Regions from separate parts of the Ovis aries genome. Here all the other regions are linked to region 2. The links are chromatin contacts, called in public Hi-C maps. All regions are on one chromosome and are shown on one strand. Each heading gives the region's core, a stretch centred on a gene start, on an enhancer-like site or on the middle of the called end of the contact. The rest is flanking DNA. Distances are from core to core; before and after follow the strand shown.

Evidence for each region. Hi-C and Micro-C count contacts between places; a contact is called where the count stands out from the background.
Region 1: a contact with region 2 is called in a Hi-C map of tail adipose tissue, with 4 times the contacts expected there. The contact joins the enhancer-like site here to the promoter of POFUT2 in region 2. A contact is called at or near these places in 2 of 16 Hi-C or Micro-C datasets (skin fibroblasts and tail adipose tissue).
Region 3: a Hi-C map of tail adipose tissue shows a contact between it and region 2, with 8 times the contacts expected there. The contact joins the enhancer-like site here to the promoter of POFUT2 in region 2. A contact is called at or near these places in 9 of 16 Hi-C or Micro-C datasets (hypothalamus, liver, mesenteric adipose tissue and 5 more).

The regions. Positions count from the first base shown.
Region 1 is chr1:265,697,036-265,699,735 of ARS-UI_Ramb_v3.0, reverse strand. It overlaps ADARB1 (adenosine deaminase RNA specific B1), which reads right to left. Exons shown (of 12, transcript XM_042237811.2): 4 at 1,214-1,350. Among named protein-coding and RNA genes, the nearest start is that of ADARB1, 45 kb to the right of the region's middle. Within about 2 kb of position 1,270, at least 10 of the 54 cell types and tissues checked have an H3K27ac peak or open chromatin away from gene starts, as enhancers often do.
Region 2 is chr1:265,825,004-265,827,703 of ARS-UI_Ramb_v3.0, reverse strand. POFUT2 (protein O-fucosyltransferase 2) reads left to right here and starts at 1,355. Exons shown (of 8, transcript XM_060406273.1): 1 at 1,355-1,511. The coding sequence starts at 1,381.
Region 3 is chr1:265,949,189-265,952,017 of ARS-UI_Ramb_v3.0, reverse strand. The region is part of intron 3 of COL18A1 (collagen type XVIII alpha 1 chain); the gene reads right to left. Among named protein-coding and RNA genes, the nearest start is that of COL18A1, 21 kb to the right of the region's middle. Within about 2 kb of position 1,372, at least 14 of the 54 cell types and tissues checked have an H3K27ac peak or open chromatin away from gene starts, as enhancers often do. A contact at or near this core is called in tail adipose tissue, where this site is marked.

The sequences.
Region 1 (2,700 bases), core at 21-2,520, 130 kb after region 2:
CTTTGCGACCCCATGGACTGTAGCCTATCAGGCTCTCCATCCATGGGATTTTCCAGGCAAAAGTGCTGCAGTAGATTGCCATTTCCTTCTCCAGGAGGGGATCTTCCCGACCCAGGAATCGAACCCAGGGCTCCTGCATTGCAGGCAGCCGCTTTACCGTCTGAGCCACCAGGGAAGCCCACACGGCACCCTGGATGTAGGTGGCCATAAACCCCAGCTCACTTGCAGTGCTAAAGCACGGTCTCACTCTGGGCTTTCTACCATCTCCCAACCAACTCCGGCTACAGAGAAACTGATTTAAGATCACTAATTGAGCTAAAAGATGAGTTGTGGTTAAAAACACAACTCCATCCTACTGGCACAAGCAGTGGTAAAAGTAAGCATGGTTTTGCCCTCTCCATACACTTGCTGGCTATGTAGAAAAGAAAAAAAAAAAAAAATAGAAAGCACCAATTGAAGATTAGACAAAACCTCTTTTAAAGGTTTCCTTGGAAACCAGGGACCTGATGTTCCTGATGTCCACAAACACAGAAACGACAGGTGGGGCCCTCCAGGTACAATTCCCGGGCCTTGTGGTCAGGCATGGCACATCTCCCGGCCCTAACCAACCCCATGGATGGCTCCACGCCCGCCACGGCCCAGAGGGGGCTGTGTCCTGGCTGACACGCCTCAGCCCCCAGCGAGGGAGTGGACAAACGCAGAACGCCCTCTTTCTGCACCCAGCAGCTTCTGGCAGCCACTTCCTATAATACTTCTTCCCCAAGAAAAAAACCTCCGTGGAAGTTCAGTGCTTGACCTTCCTGACTCAGTCACTCTGCAGGCCACAAACTAACCTTACATCATACTAACTACCGGGATTTTGACTGGGTCGTCTCAGCTTCCCTCAGAAGCAGACGCTGAATCATGTAATAGTCACCAACAATAAGTACCGAAGAAACGTTCTTTTAATTACCTCAAAGAAAGTAATCTGCGGTAAGGGCTCTACAGCAAGTCCCCAGTAGTGCCCAGCCCTTGGCCACCCGCGGCGGCCACTGGGGGGCAGCAGAGCACCAGCTGAGAGGCTGTGGGGACAGGAACAGACGGTCTGTAGGAAGCTGCTAACAAAATGCATTTTAAACAGCCAGCCAAAAGGCTTAACTAATGAGTTTACGTGGGGCCAGAGGCATTTTTTATGAGTCAAAAGTTAGCAGAGGTTTACAGGTTCCACTCTTACTGTGAATTCCACGTGTTCCTGTGCCGCCTGGGCCCTGTGGAGCGGGTGGAGCTGAGATGATCCGAGCGTGGCGCCCGCTCGGCGAGCTTCCTTCAGGCCCTTGTCCAGCTCTCCATGCCGACCGGAAAGCCTTCCCCCTGTAACAGACGGTTCCCGTGCTTCATGTTAACTTTAACCCAACAATAAAGCCTTTCCACCACTGCAGAAGTCAAAGTGAAAAAGTGAAGTCGCTCAGTTGTGTCCGACTCTTTGCGACCCTGTGGACTGTAGCCCACCAGGCTCCTCCATCCATGGGGTTTCCCAGGCAAGAATACTGGAGTGGGTTGCACATTTCCTCCTCTAGGGGATCTTCCCCACCCAAGGATCAAACCTGGGTCTCCTGCATTGCAGGCAGACGCTTTAACCTCTGAGCCACCAGGGAAGCCAACTCCATAACATGCTGCTCATGAAAAGTCCTCTCCCAGGGAACTGATCTGCAGGCTACACAGCACAGCCCCCAAAATAACCAGTCCTCTCTTGAATATGGAGCCTTCCCTGGTGTCTCAGTGGTAAAGAATCTGCCTGCCAATGCAGGAGACGCAGGTTCAATCCTTGGATCAGGAAGAACCCCTGGAGAAGAAAATGGCAACCCACTCCAGTATTCTTGCCTGGAGAATCCCACGAACAGGGGAGCCTGGCGGGCTACAGTCCATGGGATCACAAAGAGTCAGACACGACTGAGTGACTGAACAACTCCTAGATATGTTTCACTTACTTCTAATGTGTTCTTGGTTTTTAAAGCAGATACCCCATGATAACTCCCACCTTCACCCCCTGCCACAACAGGCAGGGGCACACAAGACACACACCATCAGCTCTCCACTCGCCAACAGGCCAGCGCAAACAAGCACCAACCCACACGCCAAGGAATGAGGCCTCGGGCAGAGTCCTGTCCGGACCCATCTTCCGAGAGAGCAGACGCCACCTGCGCAGGCCTGTGTACACGCGTGTGAGTCCAGACAGACCCGGAGTTACAGGCTCGGCATACCCCCACCCCTTCCCACCTGGGTCAGCGCCGACAGCCAGCCCTGTGTCTGGAGCGGAGCCCGGGAAACAACTCTCCAGATCACTTCCTCCCGACCAGTGGGACGGTGGAACTTGCTGATATACCTATGAGACCTGACAATGGAGTGCCCGTATTTTCTTTCTGAAAAACAAACTGATATCCAAAGGATACCTGCTTCTCCAGTGCAGACCTACCGGCCCACGTCTGCGGGGAGAACGGCGGGTCTCGGAGGGGCAGTGCCAAGACCGAGGCGGACGGTGCATCTGACCACGGGGCGGCCAAGCTGTGCAGACCCCCATCCCCAGCCCCCGGGACCCTCCCTCTGCACAGCCACAGCTGCAGGTCCTCAGGCTCCGCCACACCTCTCTGCTGTGACGGGCTCAGATGCCCCCAGAACGTGTGCCAGAACGTCCCCATCTCCTCTGGCAGCATCACCGCTGTG
Region 2 (2,700 bases), core at 106-2,605:
TAATATTTCCCATAAAAATACCTGCTGCTCTCCCAAGGTGACCTAAATGGCCAGCAGTGTGGGTGGTGCACTCCTGGGCAGCAATGGAAGAGAGGGGCCAGCTGTTCTTGGCCACGTGTGACTCAACATGGCTGCAGCGCTGAGGGCTCCTGGCCAGGACGGCCAAGCAGGGAACCCCACCCTGCAGGGCTCTGTGCACCCAGGGATGAGGGAAAGGCCCTCCCTTTCCAGGTGGGTTGCATGCAGGCCAACTAACAGAAAGAACCTGCAAGTCTGGAAGTGGGTGTCTTCAGCCAGAAGGTGCTTTGTCCAAGGTGGGAATGAAGCTTTCGTTTGGATCCCTGGAGAGTTGGGTCCCTGGGTCCAGGGGCTAGGGGGTTTCACACTGGAGACTTGTAGACATTCCAGAGACCCCGTGGTGTGGTGGTCTTTCCTATGCCAGGGGGCCTTAAAGGCCTTGGGGCCAGCTCTGCAGCGAGGGAGCAGGTGTGGAAGCCAGCTCTGGTCTGCAGAGAGCCCAGCAGTGCCCCCAGCACAGAGAAGTCCTGGCAGGCAGGGTGGCTGCAGTGGGAGCACAGTACCTCTAATAGAGACAGTGCCCAGTGCGGGAAGAGGACAGTGGGCACTCCTGAGGCAGGGGCCTTGGTGCTGGTGAAGGAAGCGGGCTCAGTAGAGGGCGGAACAGCAGGACCTCTTGGTCTGGAATGAAGGTTCCTGAGGAGACCCCAGAGCACCATACACACCATCCCACACCATACTCCAAATGTCCGAGGCCCGCTGGCCGCTCTGCTCCCTCGAACTGTCGTTCTCCAGTGAGATAGCACCCAGCCCAGCATCTGGCACCCCCGCCCCACGCGCCTCCTGCCGCACCTCCCATCTTGGGAGAGATCCTGTCATCTGGGAAACTGCCCAGCAACGCGAATTCAAGGCTCGCAGAGGGCCTGCCGGATTTGTGGGTCAGGTACCCCGCCTGGACAGCCGTACAGGCCTGGGGCTTGCCTATGGCTAGCCCTCCCGCAGAAGGCACGCTGACGGGTTTCGCGCCCGGGGCCCCTGGAGGCAGCAGAGCCAAGTAGGCCCGCGAGGCCCCGCCCCCTTCACGGCCCCGCCTCCGACCTCGCCCCAGTCTCCGCCCCGCAAGAACTGCCGGGAGGACCTCAGCGCGGCCCCGCCCAGGGGTCGGCCCCGCCCTCCCGCCTATTAGTCCTGCCTCCTGGCCCCGCCCCAGCCCCCGCGGCTCTGGGACTCGGGATCACGCACGACGCATGCGCTAGATGGGCCCCGTGGCGTTGCCGTGGCTACGGGAGACGCTCTCCGAGAGGACGCGCTGCGCTTCCGGGGTGGGGCGCGGCTACAGGAAGTGCGTGGCCGCCCGGGGCCATGGCGGCGCTTGCCGTCGTCTTTCTGCTCCTTTGGGCGGCATCCTGGCCGTCGGCCTCGGCCTCTGGCGAAGAGTTCTGGCCTGGCCAGTCGGCAGCCGACATCCTGTCGGGGGCGGCGTCCCGCAGACGGTAAACGCGCGTCCGCGCCATCGGTGGGGCCGGGACCGGGACCCGGAGCACCGGGCCGGGAGGCGGGGCTCGGAGAGGGGTAGCGGAGCGGCGGGGCCTCGGTCTGCCCTACATCCTTGGCGCCCTGGCCTGGGGGCGCGAGCCAGGGTCGCCTGGCGACCGCGGCCTCCCGGAGCCCCTTGGAGGACAGGCTTGGGGCCACATTAGGGGGCAGGGCGGAGGACCCAGTTACTTGATACGGAGTGTTCCCTGGCGTTCGAGGAGCCCCAGAATCAGACGTTCGAATGGGGTGGCTCTTAAGAAAGCCCAGCCTTGTTTATCTGCAGGAGAATTTCCGCCCTATACAGATGCTGGTTGTTGCGTAGATAAGTTTCAGGAGTGAGAAGCGTCAGTGCCCTACAGCTGTTACTGAGGGAGGGCCTCACCCAAAACAGACTGCTGAATGCAGGGTGTACAGACGGTAGACTGGCAGTTTGGGGGAATTGGAGGCCCAGGCCAGGCATTCCAGCATGGTCTCTTTCGCAGACGGAGGTGCAGAGAAGGGAGGGTGAGACCATAGCAGAGGCAGGAGTCCCCTCCCTGCGCCTTGTGTAGGGGAGTCTCGTGGACAAGGCAGCAGTTCTCAGTGGGAGCTCAGGGACCGCCAAGGTGCCAGGTCATTTTCCTAGAAATACTGGGATGCTGTCTGCCTTTTGCACACACTCAAGAATTGATGCTTTTGAACTGCGGTGTTGGAGAAGACTCTTGAGAGTCCCTTGGACTGCAAGGAGATCCAACCAGTGCATCCTAAAGGAGATCAGTCCTGGGTGTTCATTGGAAGGAATGATGCTAAAGCTGCAACTCCAGTACTTTGGCCACCTCATGTGAAGAGTTGACTCATTGGCAAAGATTCTGATGCTAGGAGGGATTGGGGGCAGGAGGAAAAGGGGATGACAGAGGATGAGATGGCTGGATGGCATCACTGACTCAATGGACATGAGTTTGGGTAAACTCCAGGAGTTGGTGATAGACAGGGAGGCCTGGCATGCTGTGATTCATGGGGTCACAAAGAGTTGGGCGTGACTGAGCGACTGAACTGAACTGATGAGTTTACTGTGGGGGTTTCCAGAGACCACCTGGCCTGTGGTATCATAACACAGGCATGGAGAAGCAGACAGGAGAGTGCAGGTGTTACCTGACTGAAGAGAGA
Region 3 (2,829 bases), core at 123-2,622, 120 kb before region 2:
GTACCAGTAGGGATGCAGCCCCCACACCCCCACCTCATGGTCACCACACTGCTGGCCCCGCACTAGTGTAGAAGCCTCAGGCAGGGCAGCAGCAGCCCTTCCTCGGGACCAGGCTGCAATCGGCTGGGGTCGGGGCAGCCAGGTGGGTGCATGTGTTGATGGGCTCCGGGGAGGTTGGGGGGGGCAGTCGAGGTCACATAGTGGCCGTCACATAGCTCATGAAGGATGCTGAGGGAGCATCTTCGAGATGCTGGTAACGGGGTGGCAGAGATGCGGGTGATGGGGAAGTGGAGATGTGGGTGACAGGGAAGCAAAGACGCGGGTGATGGGGAAGCAGGGATATAAGTGACGGAGAGGCAGAGATGTGGGTGATGGACACCCACAGCATATCTGGCTGCAAGAAGGACCCCGCCGTAGACAGTGATGGAACAGCTTGAGTGACCTCGGCCCAAGGCACACTGGGCTCCACACCCCTCCCCTCCCTGCTCTCAGATGCTTCACCACAGATGTGGGATCTGCTCATCTGCTCCAAGCTTGAAGCAGGATGATGCCTCCAGCCGCTCCAGGGGCCGCGGGGGTCAGGGGGAACATAGGGGACCCGGAACAAAGGCTCCCAGATGCTGCTGCAGCACTTGGGGCTCGCCATGGTGCGCATAGCTAAAGGATGAATGAATGGATGGGGGATCCTGTGGGAAAGGATCTCTCCACAGGGAGAGGAGAGGCTCTCACCCAGGCTGCCCCGTGCGCTGGGGAGCCCCTCCTAACCTTTCCTTCTACCCTGCCCGGAGCAGCGACTGTCCTGCCACCCACCCACACTTATGTAAGCCCGATGGTGGTGAGAAGAGAACAGGGACCCTCCACCCTCACCGATTCTCAGGAGGCCTGGTGTGGTGTTCACACACGTTCCTAAGGGACTCACAAGAGGAGGTTCCCAGACTGAACTTGGGAAAAGCACAGTCCTGAGTCTGGAATCCCGAGTCCAGAGATGGCTCAGTTACACAAGATGATGTTGTAAATGTGAAAGGACCTGCACCGAAGTGTTATTAGCCATAAAAGAAACCCCACAAAGCAGTGACCCATGACAACACAGATGAGCATGGAAAGCATAGTTCTCAGTGAGAGAAGCCAGACACAGAAGGACACACACTAGGCTCCACCCACGTAAAACGTCCAGAGCAGGGAGTCCTGACGCAAGGAGCAGACACACTGGGGCCAGGCGCTGGGTCGGGGTGGGGTTTCCACAAGGAGAATGCTCTCCAGCTGCACGGCCAGTGGTTGTGCAACGGAGTGAATGTACTAAACGTCCTGAGTTGTTCACCGTGAAAGGATTAGTTTTATGCTGTGAATGAGTGAAAGTTAATAAAAGTTAAAATGATGAAAAAGTTAAGGACCGTGTTCTCCAGCCTACAGAGGACAGAACATATGACACCACGTCCTGGAATCTCCTGATCTAAGTCCCGGGCCCGGCCTGGCCAGGGATCAGCGCCTGCACGTGGTAGGACAGGGGGCGGCCCACCTTCCCCAGTCCGCTTAGCCCTTGTCTAGGTGGCCACCCCGTCACACAGCACATTCACAGCCCTGGCCTCACTCACCCACAGGCTCCTGAAGCCCTGAGGGCACAGCGCACTGAGAGGCACCCTTGAGGCTCCTGGGGAGACCAGAGGGAGGCAGTCAGGAAGGCTGCATGGGGGAGGTGGCGTGGGCACATCTACCCACCCTGGCTCTGACCCAGGAAACCTGGAATCCTCTGCCTCCCAGGACGATGCCAGGAAGCAGCCTTCTCCATGGAGAGGCTGGGGCCCTGGAGGCCTGGGGGCCTTGAGTCACTGCACCTCATTGCTCAGCCATGAGCTCACCATCCAGGTGCCAGCCTGCGCTTGGAGGCCGCACCCACTCTGCCTCCCCATCAGCCCCACGGCACCCAGCCCCGAGCCACGAGCTGGGCACAGACAAGCCAGGGCCCATGTGTCTGCAGATGGAGGTCAGAATACAGATTCTAGTGGGACTCAGGCCACTCAGACCTCACCGTCCAGTTAAGGGCTGGTGCAATACGTGAGCAGCTCCACCCAGACATGTCTGGCTCGGTTCTGACATGCAGGCAAGCAGGTGAGGTCATGCTGGGTGGGCACAGGGCAAGGAGGGGCCTTCCCAGAGAAGGCAGGGCTCTTACCAAGCAGTGTCCCAGAGGCATGGGCACAGTGGGAGTCTGGGGTCTGGGCAGACAAGGCAGTTCACTCTGGGGAGCAAAGAGTCTTGGGGCTGCCATGAGTGAGGGGCCTCACACCTGCCTTCTGGGGTCCATGCCCAGAAGGCATGGGCAGGAGGGGGCTCCAGGCCTGGTATATCTGAGCACATTGGGCACACACAGGAAGGAGAGGGACGGGCTAGGAGGGCATTCTGATGTGAAAGGTTCAGTGAGATGGAGACAGATGAGAAGAAACATCAAAACAACAAGCTCAGCTATCCCCACTCAGGGCCACAAATGGTCATGTGGCATCCAGGAGGTCAGCAGACCTGGTCCTACAAATGCTCCATCTGGAAAACCCTGGTTTAGCACGCAAACACATATACACAAGCACATGCACCCACACGCTCCTACATGCACGCACATGAACACATGCACACACATGTACGCACGTACTTGTATATACACGTGTGATTGTGCATACACCTACATGCACACTACACACTTGTGCACACACACCTGCAATATATCATGGACCTACACACACACATGCACACAAGCACCTTCATGCACACACACATGCACCCACATGGAACATGCACACACGTACACACTTGTACACATGTGCCCACATATACATGTGT